Linked DNA regions of Mus musculus: regions 2, 3, 4 and 5 are each linked to region 1. A link is a contact called in public Hi-C and HiChIP or PLAC-seq data. All regions are on one chromosome and are shown on one strand. Each heading gives the region's core, a stretch centred on a gene start, on an enhancer-like site or on the middle of the called end of the contact. The rest is flanking DNA. Distances are from core to core; before and after follow the strand shown. Region 1 overlaps Runx2 (runt related transcription factor 2). Region 2 has its middle 86 kb from the start of Runx2os3. Region 3 has its middle 61 kb from the start of Runx2os3. Region 4 has its middle 34 kb from the start of Runx2os3. Region 5 has its middle 14 kb from the start of Runx2os3.

Evidence for each region. HiChIP or PLAC-seq counts read pairs in DNA pulled down with a chosen protein or histone mark. Hi-C and Micro-C count contacts between places; a contact is called where the count stands out from the background.
Region 2: a contact with region 1 is called in a FOXA1 HiChIP or PLAC-seq map of pancreatic cancer cells. The contact joins two enhancer-like sites. A contact is called at or near these places in 2 of 39 promoter capture datasets (cranial neural crest and pre-B cells), 5 of 484 Hi-C or Micro-C datasets (CD8 central memory T cells, cochlea, embryonic fibroblasts and 2 more), 6 of 115 datasets of contacts at active chromatin or transcription factors (bone marrow-derived macrophages, effector CD8 T cells, embryonic fibroblasts and 2 more) and 1 of 9 other capture datasets (embryonic stem cells).
Region 3: a Hi-C map of the C2C12 cell line shows a contact between it and region 1, with 2.4 times the contacts expected there. The contact joins two enhancer-like sites. A contact is called at or near these places in 2 of 39 promoter capture datasets (3T3-L1-derived adipocytes and epiblast stem cells), 1 of 15 datasets of contacts at CTCF or cohesin (the NIH/3T3 cell line), 4 of 484 Hi-C or Micro-C datasets (the C2C12 cell line, embryonic fibroblasts, muscle stem cells and 1 more) and 3 of 115 datasets of contacts at active chromatin or transcription factors (the NIH/3T3 cell line, embryonic fibroblasts and pancreatic cancer cells).
Region 4: a contact with region 1 is called in a CTCF HiChIP or PLAC-seq map of the NIH/3T3 cell line, with 16 read pairs. The contact joins two enhancer-like sites. A contact is called at or near these places in 7 of 39 promoter capture datasets (the 3T3-L1 cell line, 3T3-L1-derived adipocytes, epiblast stem cells and 4 more), 1 of 15 datasets of contacts at CTCF or cohesin (the NIH/3T3 cell line), 2 of 115 datasets of contacts at active chromatin or transcription factors (CD8 T cells and embryonic stem cells) and 1 of 9 other capture datasets (embryonic stem cells).
Region 5: an HNF4G HiChIP or PLAC-seq map of pancreatic cancer cells shows a contact between it and region 1. The contact joins two enhancer-like sites. A contact is called at or near these places in 5 of 39 promoter capture datasets (the 3T3-L1 cell line, hippocampal neurons, liver and 2 more), 2 of 15 datasets of contacts at CTCF or cohesin (CD8 T cells and the NIH/3T3 cell line), 4 of 484 Hi-C or Micro-C datasets (the MNK3 cell line, adipose-derived mesenchymal stem cells, cortical neurons and 1 more) and 4 of 115 datasets of contacts at active chromatin or transcription factors (CD8 T cells, effector CD8 T cells, memory CD8 T cells and 1 more).

The regions. Positions count from the first base shown.
Region 1 is chr17:44,708,731-44,711,280 of GRCm38.p6, reverse strand. The region is part of intron 3 of Runx2 (runt related transcription factor 2); the gene reads left to right. Among named protein-coding and RNA genes, the nearest start is that of Runx2, 27 kb to the left of the region's middle. Within about 2 kb of position 1,265, at least 161 of the 459 cell types and tissues checked have an H3K27ac peak or open chromatin away from gene starts, as enhancers often do. A contact at or near this core is called in the C2C12 cell line, the NIH/3T3 cell line, embryonic fibroblasts and 2 more, where this site is marked.
Region 2 is chr17:44,474,852-44,477,401 of GRCm38.p6, reverse strand. No RefSeq gene overlaps it. Among named protein-coding and RNA genes, the nearest start is that of Runx2os3, 86 kb to the left of the region's middle. Within about 2 kb of position 1,276, at least 19 of the 459 cell types and tissues checked have an H3K27ac peak or open chromatin away from gene starts, as enhancers often do. A contact at or near this core is called in pancreatic cancer cells, where this site is marked.
Region 3 is chr17:44,499,345-44,501,894 of GRCm38.p6, reverse strand. It overlaps a transcript of Runx2 not described here. Among named protein-coding and RNA genes, the nearest start is that of Runx2os3, 61 kb to the left of the region's middle. Within about 2 kb of position 1,279, at least 68 of the 459 cell types and tissues checked have an H3K27ac peak or open chromatin away from gene starts, as enhancers often do. A contact at or near this core is called in the C2C12 cell line, the NIH/3T3 cell line, embryonic fibroblasts and 2 more, where this site is marked.
Region 4 is chr17:44,526,652-44,529,201 of GRCm38.p6, reverse strand. It overlaps a transcript of Runx2 not described here. Among named protein-coding and RNA genes, the nearest start is that of Runx2os3, 34 kb to the left of the region's middle. Within about 2 kb of position 1,266, at least 16 of the 459 cell types and tissues checked have an H3K27ac peak or open chromatin away from gene starts, as enhancers often do. A contact at or near this core is called in the NIH/3T3 cell line, where this site is marked.
Region 5 is chr17:44,546,830-44,549,379 of GRCm38.p6, reverse strand. It overlaps a transcript of Runx2 not described here. Among named protein-coding and RNA genes, the nearest start is that of Runx2os3, 14 kb to the left of the region's middle. Within about 2 kb of position 1,274, at least 23 of the 459 cell types and tissues checked have an H3K27ac peak or open chromatin away from gene starts, as enhancers often do. A contact at or near this core is called in the NIH/3T3 cell line and pancreatic cancer cells, where this site is marked.

The DNA.
Region 1 (2,550 bases), core at 16-2,515:
CTGGGATGGCTCACCCTTCTTCTCTGCCATTACTTTGTATCCTTCTTGAGCTTTTTCTGATGGCTGGCCGTGACTTTTGCTTGCTTAGGAATGGTGGATGAGTATTTAGAGACTGGTCACTCGTGAACAGAGGTGGGCGGGGACAGGTAAGCTGTGTCACATGGATGAAGTGTAGAAACACTTTAAGATTATGTGCTGTTTCTGGGAGAGCTTCCTATCTCTACATCCCTGCTGTCTATGAAGGCATTTCCTGGGCCCTGTACTGATGCCAGTAGCCTGAAGTCTAGTTTTCCCTGAGAAACATGAATAAAAAGCCCTTAAGTTCTCCCTCTATGTCTCTGCCTGCCTGCCTGTCAGTCTATCTGTCTGTCTGTCTCTCTTTCTCTGTGTCTGTGTGTACATATTCATGTACACACATGTGTGTGGGGTGCATGTACACATGTAAGTGTGTATGTGTGTGTGTCTGTGTGTGTGTGTCTGCATGCACATGTGTAGGTAACTGTGTGGTGGTGGGTGTACATGCTTACATATGAATGTGTGTGCGTGTGTGCATATAGCACAAGTGTGTGGGGTCTACATGCACATTTGTGAGCGTTGTGTGAAGGTCAAAGGTTAATGTCGTTTCTGAGGCCAGGTCTCTCACTGAGTCTGCAGATGAGTCCCTAGGATCTTCACGGGTCTTCCACCTCAGCCCTGGCACCTCAGGCCTGCACTGCTGTGCTCAGCCTTTAATGCGGGTGTGAGGAACTCTGCACTCAGGCCTCAGGTTTGTGTAGCAGGCCTTTACTAATCAGACCGTCTCCTCAGCCCTAAGCATTTGACTACTAGATTTTCACCTGGCTTGCTCACTGTTTTCCAAGGTCCCCAAGCAAAGGAAATTACAGGCAAGTTCCATATTTTGATATTTGCAAACTTGCATCTATAAAGAGCAGCTTGATTGGTATAGATGCCAGTCATTTGGCCCCCTACTATATAAAATATTATTTTAAAATTCTAGTAACAGCAGGAAGATCCCTTCCCGTACTCACCCCCTCTCTTTAAGGAAACAGTGCTGGTGGAGGTTGGCCCTGGTGTCTGGTAGAATTTGGTGGAATGTGCTCTCTAGAAGAGCAGTTTTAAATCTCTTTCAGTACTTTTCTTTCTGTTGTTGACTGACTGTCAGGAGCTGGGAAGGTGGCCAAGAAGGAAATGACACATCGAGAGGCATTTTGCGTTGTGCAAGAGTCTGGGACTGATGCAAGGCTATATGGCCTGTTTACACATTCCTTCGCTAGCAGACTGCATGGCAGTAATTTAATTCAGGAGCGCATGGCATGCTGCAGCAAGGAGCTATGGCCTTAGCATCCTTTCATGGCAAATTATCACAGCCGTTAAAACATGCTCATGTCCCTCCTGTGCACTCCCCTGGCTACCCCCCCCCCCCCCCCCGCTAGGCTTGCTTTCTCATCGCCTGGGACTGGAGTTAACAGCAGCCTTGCTGGGGAGGCCCACTTTCCACATGCATCCCATCCCAGTTGATGGATTTATTTCTAACTAAATATAGCATTCAAATGATACGTGTGTTCTAGGGTTCTCAATCCACACGCAGGCTCCATTCGAATGTGTCAGTACTTTCTCAGGTCAGGAACGGTTTGTTCTTAAAATAGTGCTAGGGACTGAAAAAAAAAGATTGATTTTTTTTTAAAATGGGGAGGTTTCTTATTTATGAAAATGGCTTTTCTTTCTTCTGAGAAACAACTTGTGATAGATCACTGAGAGATCCCTTGCTTCTGTTTTGGGTCATGTAGTATTTTACCCAGTGGCTACTTGATTTGTATAGCATAGTTTATACTGACAGATGATAGTGGGAGAGAGAGTGATTGTTTTACTTTTTTTTTGTGGCCATAATTGTTCCTAGGTAGGATTTTCATATTGATGACATTTATGCTGTCAACTGAAGCATGGCTTTCCCTTCACATAAAATTCACGTGTAAGTTTTAATTGGGGCAACTTATGGGAACGTAATTGTTCTTGACTTTGAAGTGATTTGGGAAGCAAAGAGAACATAAAAACACTGAGTTCTTAAGGATTAATACGGCCTTTATAAATGATGGTTAAAAGAAGAGACTCTTTATGATGTGGCGCCCAAGTAGCAAGTGAAAGGCTACCCTGTGCTTCTGGTAACCTCTCTACTAGTCTGCTGTTCTCTACTAGTCTGCTGTTCTCTGGTGCTGAAAGCCTATTTGCTAGTAGACCAAAGCCTTTCCGTTAAAAATTGAAGGTTGAGGCTTTAACTTATAACATCTCCAGAAACAGTTAAGTCAGGCTTGTGTTCATGAGCAAAATAAATAAATAAATAAATGTGATGGGAACCTCCTTCTGTAGGAGCAGAGTTCAAGGCAGAGAGGAAGAATTGCTGAGTGATTTCTACTTGCCAAGGTCTTGGCAAGTAAGATGTAGAAAGTAAACAGAGACAGCCAGAGTGCACGCATCATAAGTCTCTGCTCCTCTTGGAGACCTCGGACACCAGCATTAAGCACCGTCGTTGGCTGTGGGTCGGTTCTCACAGGG
Region 2 (2,550 bases), core at 27-2,526, 230 kb after region 1:
TGTATTTTATCTTTGGCTACAAATACCAACAGTTATTTTCTAGAAGGTACCTGTGGAGAGACCCACACCCAAGTTAGCATGACTGTCTATAAGGAGGCAGTGTCTCAAGTAAAATTTGGTCTGCGATACAATAGCCAGATACCTAAGCTAGCAACTCACACAATGCCACACACAGTCTCCTTTGAGTCAACGGCTCTATTTTGGTTGATGGAAGAGGGCTTTATGAATATTCTTAGAGAATTGAAGAACTGTGCTCAAGGACCTAGACCTAATGGAATTATTCATTTACATAGTACCTCCAGGAGTCATGAAACTGAGACCTTTAATCAGTGAATGGGTAGCGGGGGGTCTAGTGACCACCAATGCCATCAATGTGGGTAAAAGGCACATTGGAAGTACAGGACTCTTGGGGGAATTTAATGAAACATGGTATTGTTACAACTTCAGGTTCCACATCACAACTGACTTTTAGAGAGTATTGCTGGTTTGATTCTGATGTGGCATCAAACAGAACACCTTCAATGAAGTGAAAGCAATGTGAAACCAGTTCTTCCTTATGCAGCTGTTATCTGAGTGGGACCACATCTGGAGAGACGCATACAGCACTGTCCTCCCTTGCTTTCATGATTCTGGTACAAATGCCAGCAGCAAATCGGGGTGGCATGAGAGGGTGACAATACATTTGTGTTGTCCTGAGAATAGTTTGGCTATATCTCAGACCTTCAGGGCTTTAGAGCATATTCATAATGGCTAAAGGACATAGAGATTCAAGTCATGGAGCTGCATATAGTGTGCCTGTGTGTGAACGAAGAGGGTTACAACTACAAGGAGAACTGAGTGGCGAGTGCGAACCTTGTGTTATGTGGGGGAATAGGCACCCAGGAAAGAAGAACAGCAAGGGTAAACCTGCAGCAGGGGCATGTGTTCTAGCCCCAGATGTGGCTATGGGAAGCTGTAGAGAATGAAGTCAGAGTGGATATGAGCTAGGTTGTATGAGTGCCTCCAGAGAGGTCCTAAAGATGGAGGGTTCCATGTCAAGAGAGCTGGGGAAGCCTACGAGTCTGTAGGCAGGGGGATGGCACAATTTGCCTTTTCGTCGGCTGTAACTCCGGTTGGAGACAGAAGTGAGTTAAGAGTGGGGACTTATATCATCTAACAGGGCTATTCCAACAGTGAGAACATTATCTGTTAATTACAGACTAACCTGAAGTAGAACATTTGACTAAGCCTTTGCTCACCGGGCCAGGCAAAGGCCATCTTACAAGAAGGTGGCTTCCAGAGTTGAGTCATCCACTTTGTATACAAAAGACAATGAATATGATTCATGCCTAAAAACAGGCTGAAGCGTAGTGGCCTTTTTACCCGGGAGTGTCCCCACTTATCGTAAGATTGCTTAAAGTGTTAGGAGCGGGCCTGTTAAAGGAACAATGCTTATGACCCTGAAAAAGGGTCTTGGTCCCATGAAGTGTGTACCAGTCCATTTTCTGTTACTATAGCAAAAGACTGGAGGCTGGATACTTACTAAAGAAAAGAAACACATCTAGATCGCAACTGTGGCCATTAGAAGGTATAACATTAGCTTATCACAACCTAGATGAGGGCTCCTGCTGCTTTGTTTCTTAGTAGAGGGATCCTAACTTTCTGTGTCCGTAAGAGTGTGTATATGTATATGGTTGTGTGCGTGTGTGCATGTGCGTGTGTGGCATGTGCGTGTGTGGCATGTGGAAGCCAGAGGATAACATTGGCTGCTATTCCTCAGTTGCTGTTATTTTGAGACAGTGGCTTCCATTGTCCTGGAGCTTGCCAAGTAGGCTGCTTGACTAGCCGGCTAGCTAGTGCCAGAGACTTGCCTGTCTCTGCCTCCCCAGCACTGGGATAACAAGTGCATGCCATCTTTATGTGGGCTCTTGAGGGAGCAGACCAGGTCTCAAGCTTTGAAGGCAGTAACATTACTGAATTAGCTCTCATGCCAGGATCTCACAGCTAAGATGCTGCTTATAAAAACTAACCAGGGCCCCTTAAAACTATATTTCAAAGATGATGCACCCTATGACATAATGACTTGCCCTAGACCCCAACCTGCTCATACAGATATCCAATAGAGGACACAATGAAGATATATTCAAACTGTAATAAGGCTTTTGGCTTCTGATAGCAGAAGTCCTTGGTGGGAAAGGGGTCCTATCAACCTGATCCTTGAACCCTTCTATAGAAATATTTGTGGAGGCTGGAGCAAGGGCTTGTCTATGTTCTCTAAAAGAGAACAAACAGTCTTTTCATAATAGGAAGTCAGGGGCTCGAGAGCCAGCTCAGTCAGTAATGAATTCAAGCTCCAGAGTCCACGTGAAACAAGACAAGTACTTTAAATTCAGCCCTGGGGAGACAGCATCAGGTGGGCCCCTGGGCTTGCTGGCTGGCCAGCCTAGCCTAACTGTGAGCCCTAGGTCCCAGTGAGAGATCCAGGGTTTGTCACTGTTGTTTGTTTGTTTTTAAAGGTGGGTGTTAGAAAAACTGGATATACACCTGCAGAAGAAAGAAATCAAATCCACA
Region 3 (2,550 bases), core at 30-2,529, 210 kb after region 1:
TCTAGCCTGGGAACTTCATCTAAGGAAGCCAGATGGTGTCTGTGTACTAACTGACCATGCTGTAGAGGGTATCTGGTTTTCTTCCTTTTTAGGGCAGAATAGTATTCCTTTGTATGTGGACATCTCTCCTTCTGTACCACAGTGGGCCTGGTTATGGTCCCTTTGCCCATTGTGGATAATGTTGCTGATACCCTACATGCACAGACTCCTTTTACTTCTGTGTCTCCTTCCTTGAAGGAACCCCAAGGAAATGTCCTTTAAGCTACACCCAGGCTGTGTGGTTGCCTCCCCCCCCCCCCCCCCGCTGCTGCTACCCCTTTGTAGCATTAACTTCCCTTCATTAACTCAGTGGCTGACCAGGACACTGACTCCTTAGCCTAAGAGACTGATAGGCTGGGTAGCTTACACAGACATCCACGCTGACGATGCTCTGGGTGTGACACTGTGGCAACATCACCAGGGATGGAGACCATGGATTTCCCACATGCTCAGCCTTTGCCCTTTGACCCCTTCTGCAGTGGAGCTCAGTGCATACAGCAATGGGCAGTGCTGAGGGGAAAAGTAGAGGATCTGGTACCTGTGGTCCAGTCACCTCTGTGAAGGCCTGGCTCCATGGGCTGTAGCACAGGCTTTGCCTCTGTGGCCTCAGCTAGCCCATCCCATCTGAAGCTGCTCATTATGCTGCTTCTCGGAGGCAGTTTGTTAAACAACATTTGAATTGAAATGAAGGGGATACAGATTGGAATTCAAGTATACACACGTGTACACACACACACACACACACACACACACACACACACAATGTACCCTTCACAATTTTTTTTCTGCACTATCTCATGCCTCCGAATTGTCTGTCCTGTCCACAGCAGAGTAGCCTTTCTAGAATAAGCTACCTGCTCTGGGTCAGGGCGCACGGTGCCTCACTTAGCTAGGTCTCAGTTTCCTCAGTAGTATAAAATTAATGGCAGAAGCCATGCCAAGTTGGCCACAAAGATTGGTGGAGCGAATGCATGATTTTGTACTTAGTAAGAAGTCACTGAACATAGGCTATTACTATCAATGTGGCCCGTGTGATCTTGGGTACTCTAGCCTGTCTCATGCCTGCTTCAGAGCTCTTCTATCCTCTCCTAATGAGGTATCCCTGCTCTGCTCTCCCGCTGAGCCGTGCTCCTGGGAGATGTCTGCTGAGAACTCGGGATGAAACTGAGTCAGAGGTCTGTATAGACTTGACTCACCAGGTCTTCAAACCAGAAGATCACCCTGTGGGGCTCATGACATTCCTGGAAAATAAAAGAAGTGAATATTATTGGGCTGAGTTCATCAGACACTTGTTCAGCCCTCCCTTTAGTGTCGGCTGTTCCGAAGGGAGCGGGCAGCCAGCCAGCCAGCCAAGCCTGAGCCATCAAAGGCCGGAGGCCCAGACGCAGTACTGAGAGTCTCTGTGCCTTCAGACACCTCACCCTCTTCCCACAGACCTGCTCTCCTGCAGGCCCCGGGGCTAGAGAGTTTCCCCAGCCCTCCAGGCTCCTGGGGAAGTGTTTCCAAGGGCTGCCTCTACTGAGGTGTGTCACAACTGAGCCTTGCTGGAGGCCTGGGTGTAGCTGGGAAAAGGCCACCCAGACTCCAGAGAACTAGAAAGGAAAAGTTCCCAGTTCTGAGCCTTGAACTAAGGCCATTTCTCGCCTCCTTCCTTCTCAAACCATTATTTCCCATATCCTGACCCAACAATTGGGACTTGTCCTTTTTATAACCCAACTCTCTCTCTCTCTCTCTCTCTCTCTCTCTCTCTCTCTCTCTCTCTCTCTCCCTCCCTCCCTCTCTCTCTCTCTCTTGTGTGTGTGTGTGTGTGTGAGAGAGAGAGAGAGAGAGAGAGAGAGTCAGAAAGAGAGATAGAGAGAGAGAGGGAGAGAGAGGGAGAGAGAGAGTCAGAGAGAGAAAGAGAGGGAGAGAGAGAGAACACATTCTAAGAGTTCTCAAGGCAATTTTCTGCTTTCACCTCATGGTCAAAGCAGACTGCAAATGGCAGGACCCCAGGAAGACGGATGGAACACAACACCTCTACTTTAGTCCGCTTATGCCCGATTGACTTGGCTACAACCAGCTCTCTGTGAGGGAGACTGGAAATGTGAGCTTTCCTCAGAATGGATGTCTTAGTTACTTATTTTTTTTTATCCCTGTAACATAGCACCAGAGAAAAGCAACTTAAAAAAGGAAAGATTGCTCTTGGCTCAAGGTTTACAGGGATACAGTCTATGGACCTTGATGTTGGGAAGGCGTTGTTGCAGTAGTGTGAGGCCACTGATCACATTGCACCCACTCTGGAAGCAGAGAAAAGCAATTCAGCTGCTCCACTCCTTTTTCATTCAGTCGAGCACCCAGCCAATGGGACAGTGCCACCCATAGTCAAAGAGCATCTCTCTCTCTCTCTCTCTTCAGTTCAGTCTAGGAGGAAACAGCCTCACAGACATACCCAGTGGTGGGCCAGATCTTAGGTGATTCAAAATCTGCTCAAGGTGACAGTGAATACTCACCATCACATGATCACCGATC
Region 4 (2,550 bases), core at 17-2,516, 180 kb after region 1:
AGAGAACCTATAAGAAGAGGAGGTTCCTTCCCTTCAGTTGGCCTCACTAGTATAAAACCAACCTTCACCTGTCAGTCATTCTGAGAGTCTTCCAGTAGCGAGTTCATCTCCAAGGTCACAGGTCAGATGGCCATAGGGCTAACTGACTCCTTGAATCTACTCATTACTTCCTGACTCCAAGATCACCTCTCCCCACACTATCAAGTACTTTCAACTCTCCAGGCAGAATCTTCTTTTCTCCTGGCCTGAAGTACTCTGGGCACATTCTTGAACCGAGTTCAAACTGACAGGATTTCCCTAAAACAAGCAACTCCCTGGATGCCCTGGGAAGCAGTGTGACTACTGGGGGGATTAACATAGCCAGAGCAACGTGGCTCTGGTCCAGGAAGAAAATGTATGTGCTTAAAAAAAAAGGCTGGCTCAGAGTCTTGGGAACCCTATAATCAGAAGCATGCTCACTCTGACAGTTTCAAAAGACCCAACACCCACCTCAGTACGGCCTGGCAAGGGTTCAGAGAAACCCACCCCCTCTTTTGTCTTTTGGATGGAATGCAAAAGCCGAAGAAGACTTCCTGCCCAGAAGGCAGAGAAGGGGCAACCCTTTGCCACTGTACCTTGACAAGGTAGGGGGACACTGAAGGCCAGCCATCCTTCATTCATCTTTGAATGTTACGGTGTCGTCATGTGTCATAAGGCACTGGGTGATAATTCGACATGGCTTCTGAGCTGGTTAAAATCTGCTATCTAATCTTCAGCCATGCTTTTGATTGGTTCTTTGTTTTGTTTTCTCCTTGGAGTGGGGGGGGGAGCTACCCACAGGTTGGAGTGTGGGTGGCTCTTGTCAGGACCGGACATGCAGGGGTGGAGCAGGAACTGAGGAGGCTAAGAGAGAAGAGACTGTCTTCTCCAAGGTCAAGGCCAGTATGCACCCAGCCAGTGGATGGGTAAAGGAAGGGTATGCAAAGATGTTTTGATGGCCAAAGCAAGCAGGATCAGAAATCCTCTTAGTTGTGTACTAGGAAATGATAGCCCAGGTTTGGTAGAAAGATCGGTGTGGCTCTAAGTGTGTGCTTAGTTCCCTTTGGGCTCTTGTTAGTTTTAGTCAGCTTGGCACAGGTCTAAGCCTTGTGGGTGCATAGCTCTCTCTTTAATAAATAAAGATTGGAGTTTGAGATCTGGAAAGAGGGAGTGTCTAACAGCTACTGACAGATACTCTCCTGTGGTCAGCATCTAATCTGTATGCCAGAGGGCTTTCTTCCTGAGAGTTGAGTTCCCAGGTCATTTTGGTGAAGGAAGATGACAAAGATGCTTGCCTATTTGGTCTGCTATGAGCCATATTTACTGTAACTGAGATGGGGATGCTCATAGAAGAATTTAAGTTACGAGTCACACTGAGTTAACTTTTTGGGGGGGGGGAGGGGCAGGGCATCTGGGATATAAATGCTCAAACATTTCCTTAGAAAACTTGATTTTTTTTTTTAAATAACAGGCCAAAATTTGAGATAAAACTAGTTTTGTTGGTTTTCCTATGGCAGTCAGCCTGTCCATGTAGACTCTAATTGAACTCTGCTTGGCTATGGGGATCCAGCATTGATCCCCACCTCTCTCTGTCTCTGTCTCTGTCTGTCTGTCTGTCTGTCTGTCTGTCTGTCTGTCTGTCTGTCTGTGTGTCTGTCTGTCTGTCTGTCTGTCTTGCCTATGACTCCAGTGATGACCAAGCATGAGTGTGGTACTGTCCTCACACCAATGGTCAATGCTGAATTAACACATCAGTGGCTATTCCCCATTCCAAACATCACAGCATGCCATCGGCCATTCAACAAATGCTTGCATGGATTTCTACTTGTCAGATCCCATATCAGGTGCTGAGGAAAAGGTCTGAGACTGTCAGGAAAGATGAGATGGACATGGATCTGAAGGATCTGAGGAGCAGCAGAGTCTGTGGGGCTTAGAAGAGGAGGAGGTGGAGGAGGAGGAGGGAAGATATTGAAGTCTCTGAAGATGTAGGACAAGGCAACCTTGACTCAGTAGGCCAAATGATGCATGGCCACATCTCACACAGCATAGATAAGAGTGATCAGCATATTTGACTCTGCGTGGACTTGAGGAAGAAAGACAATGCAGTCTTTCCTGAAAGAACATGCCCTGCCCTCTCTTGAAGTCCTTGTGATGGGGACCGGTGGGAGATGAACTTGAAGAGCCTGCCTAACTACTAGCTTGTTTCCCTGGGTTTCATCGGATGCTCAATATATTCTGGTGAATGGATGGAAGATTTTGACTTTAAGTAATACATTATAGCAGGGATGAGCAGAGACCTATGACCAAGTCTCAGAAAATATCCTAATGTACGCCTGCTGCTACTGGTTAGGGGAGGAAAACCTGAATTCATTCCTCCATGACCCTGATAACGCCACATAAATGCTGGGCACGCAGATGCCATTTGATTTTCCTCTTCTGTCACACTCTGGGTGTTGTTGTCTACAAGTAATTTAAAAAAAAAAAAGGTGCCGGTCCAAGTAACTTTAAAATGTTGGAAGTTTCTGGCAAGTT
Region 5 (2,550 bases), core at 25-2,524, 160 kb after region 1:
TTTTATATGAAGCTTTGGTTGGTTGCTTACTCTTGAGATCAGCAGGGACAAGGAGCAGTAAGGAGGAACCTTGAGGACAATATTTTATACCTCTCTCCCTCCAAGATATGGAAGAAGTTGCCTCAACATTGCTAAGGGCACAAACAGGCAGAACTTAAAATCTCTCAAGCTCCATATCTGTGCTACTGGCTCAGCAAGGTTGTATATATTCTAAACTTGGCCTTAGACAATGTGTCTGGCTAAGTCTTCCCAGATCAGTAGCTTTTTGTAGAAAGACCACCCTCTCTCCCTCTCTGTGCTGTGCATCTCCCTGTGGAAGCCAGAGGTCAATGTTGGGTGATCTCTCCAGTCACTCTCCATTTTATTTTTTGAAACAGGGTTTCTCCCTGAATCTGACCTTCATTGATTGGGTATACTGACTGGCCAGCAAGCCCCAGGGATCTTCCAGTGTCTCCCTCCCTTCCGATGGGATTCTGGGAGCATGCTGCCATGCCCAGCTTTTTGATGTGTGTGCTGTGAATCTGAGCACAGGGCCTGCTGCTTGGACACTAGTCACTGTGCTTTCTGAGCAATTTCCCCAGCTTTAGAAAGTCATCTTGGGGGGCAGGCATTTGGGATAAGATGCCACAACGAGGCCACACAGTGAGGCCGGTGTATGACATCTGTCCTGTAGAGACAGTGCCTCTGTCCTGTGCAAGAATGAAGGGCAAGATGGTGGAAAACCTCCCAAGCCAATGAGCTTCTAGCCATGAAGACATATCACCTTCTCTTGGGTGCTCTCCAAGAGCTGAAATTAGCTTCCACCTCTAAACTTTTATTCCCTGGCACAAAAGAGAGCGAAATTCTGAGCACACATCTTAGAAGAAAGAGAAGTCTAATTAACCAGGTGCTGAGGCTCTAGAACGAGGATGACACCGACTGGAAAGAGAGCCCTGAAAGGGGACCTGGGGACAGGTGGCAGGAACACCTTATCATTTCAAGGATCCTTGGCTGAATGAGTCTTCTGCTTGCTGAGTCGCTTCCAGAAGGTGTCTGGCTGCAAACAGATCTCAGAGCGCTCTCTAATCCAACAGCCGTTTTTCAGGTTAGACAAGGTAGATTTCACTTCATTGCTTTCTGCATTTTCTTTTTATCTTAGATAAAGGGTGTGCCTCTTTTTTTTTCTGCTGTGAACAATGGCCCAATTGTCCGAGGCTTTGAATGTGTGTGTATGTATGTGTGTGTGTTTTGCCATGACTCGTGTTTTTGGAAGTCTCAGGGGACAGATGATATCCATGAATGATGTCCCAAGGGTGTAATCAAGGTGAGTCACTCTTAGAACCAGTTTGATCCATCAAGGGGTGCCAGCTGCACCTGGCTCCCAGCTGAGTATACTCGATGTCTTCTTCCTGTACTAGTTTGGGGTCAGAAGTGCATTTTAGAGGGCTTCCTAGTTTCCCTTGAGGTTGAGAAAGAGTCTGCTTCAGAGATTTCTGAAGACATATCCTTGCAGGCAATATTATGAATGGACCCATAGTAGCCTAGTAGCAGGAATGAAGAATTATTATTATTATTATTATTTTTGCTGCCATTCTTTAAAGTCATTCTGATGTTAGAATTTTCCTTCTCTTATCATCTCTGCTTACAGAACATCCCTGAGGCTGGAGGGGTGCAGATTGCCAATTGACTTTTTCCACCTCTTACCTCCCTGATAGCCATTTCACAATCATGGCTCCTGGGGCGCTGACACAGGTTATATAATATTCCAAAGCCCCTTCAGCAAGGCAGGGGCAGAATGGGAGAGCACATGTGGGTGTCAAGGTAAGCTTTCATTGTAAATTCACACCTCCCCAATTCAGGCAAGTCCAAGTTCCTGATGGCATCGGAGACTTAATTAGCTATTGGAGTGTGTCCTCCTATGCCCTTTGCAGGGGGCTGGCCTTCCAGGAGCTTGATTGGCTCCCTGGTCCTCAACCTCACATCACCTCATCCCCCAGGCACCTTTCCTTCTCAACCAGGTCATTCTTGCTACTTGTGCTTTCTTGACTTTCTCCTGGGGACAATGATCTTGGGACGCTTGGATCAGTCCATCTGTGAGTCTTTATCTCTCTTATCATGCTTTTAGGAATCTTCATTGCCTTGCTTTCACACCCTCCGCCCCCCACCCCCACCCCCGCCCTGAATCAGACATGCTACCATCACGATGACTAGGTAGCCAGCCCTCCCTGCTTAAAAATGCAGCTTTGAAATAGCTGCCCAATCTCATCTCTGAGAGACAAGACATATGGAGCCTCGAGAGGCACTTCAACCTGAACATCTGGCTAGCGGCCGGCAGTGGAATTCCTGGACAGGCTCCTTGCTCTGTGGTCTCTGGGGTTTGCTTGCTGAGTAACTCCATATCACATCACTTCACAGATAAGGAAGATGTCATCCCCACGGCATCTCTGATTTCGGCACAAGCTTCAGAAACCCCCAAGCAGCTAATCTAGAACACAGTGTTTTAAGCCGCTATAATCACCAGCCAACTTTGAACATATGCCCTGCACATGACAGCCCTTTCTCCCCAGCTGT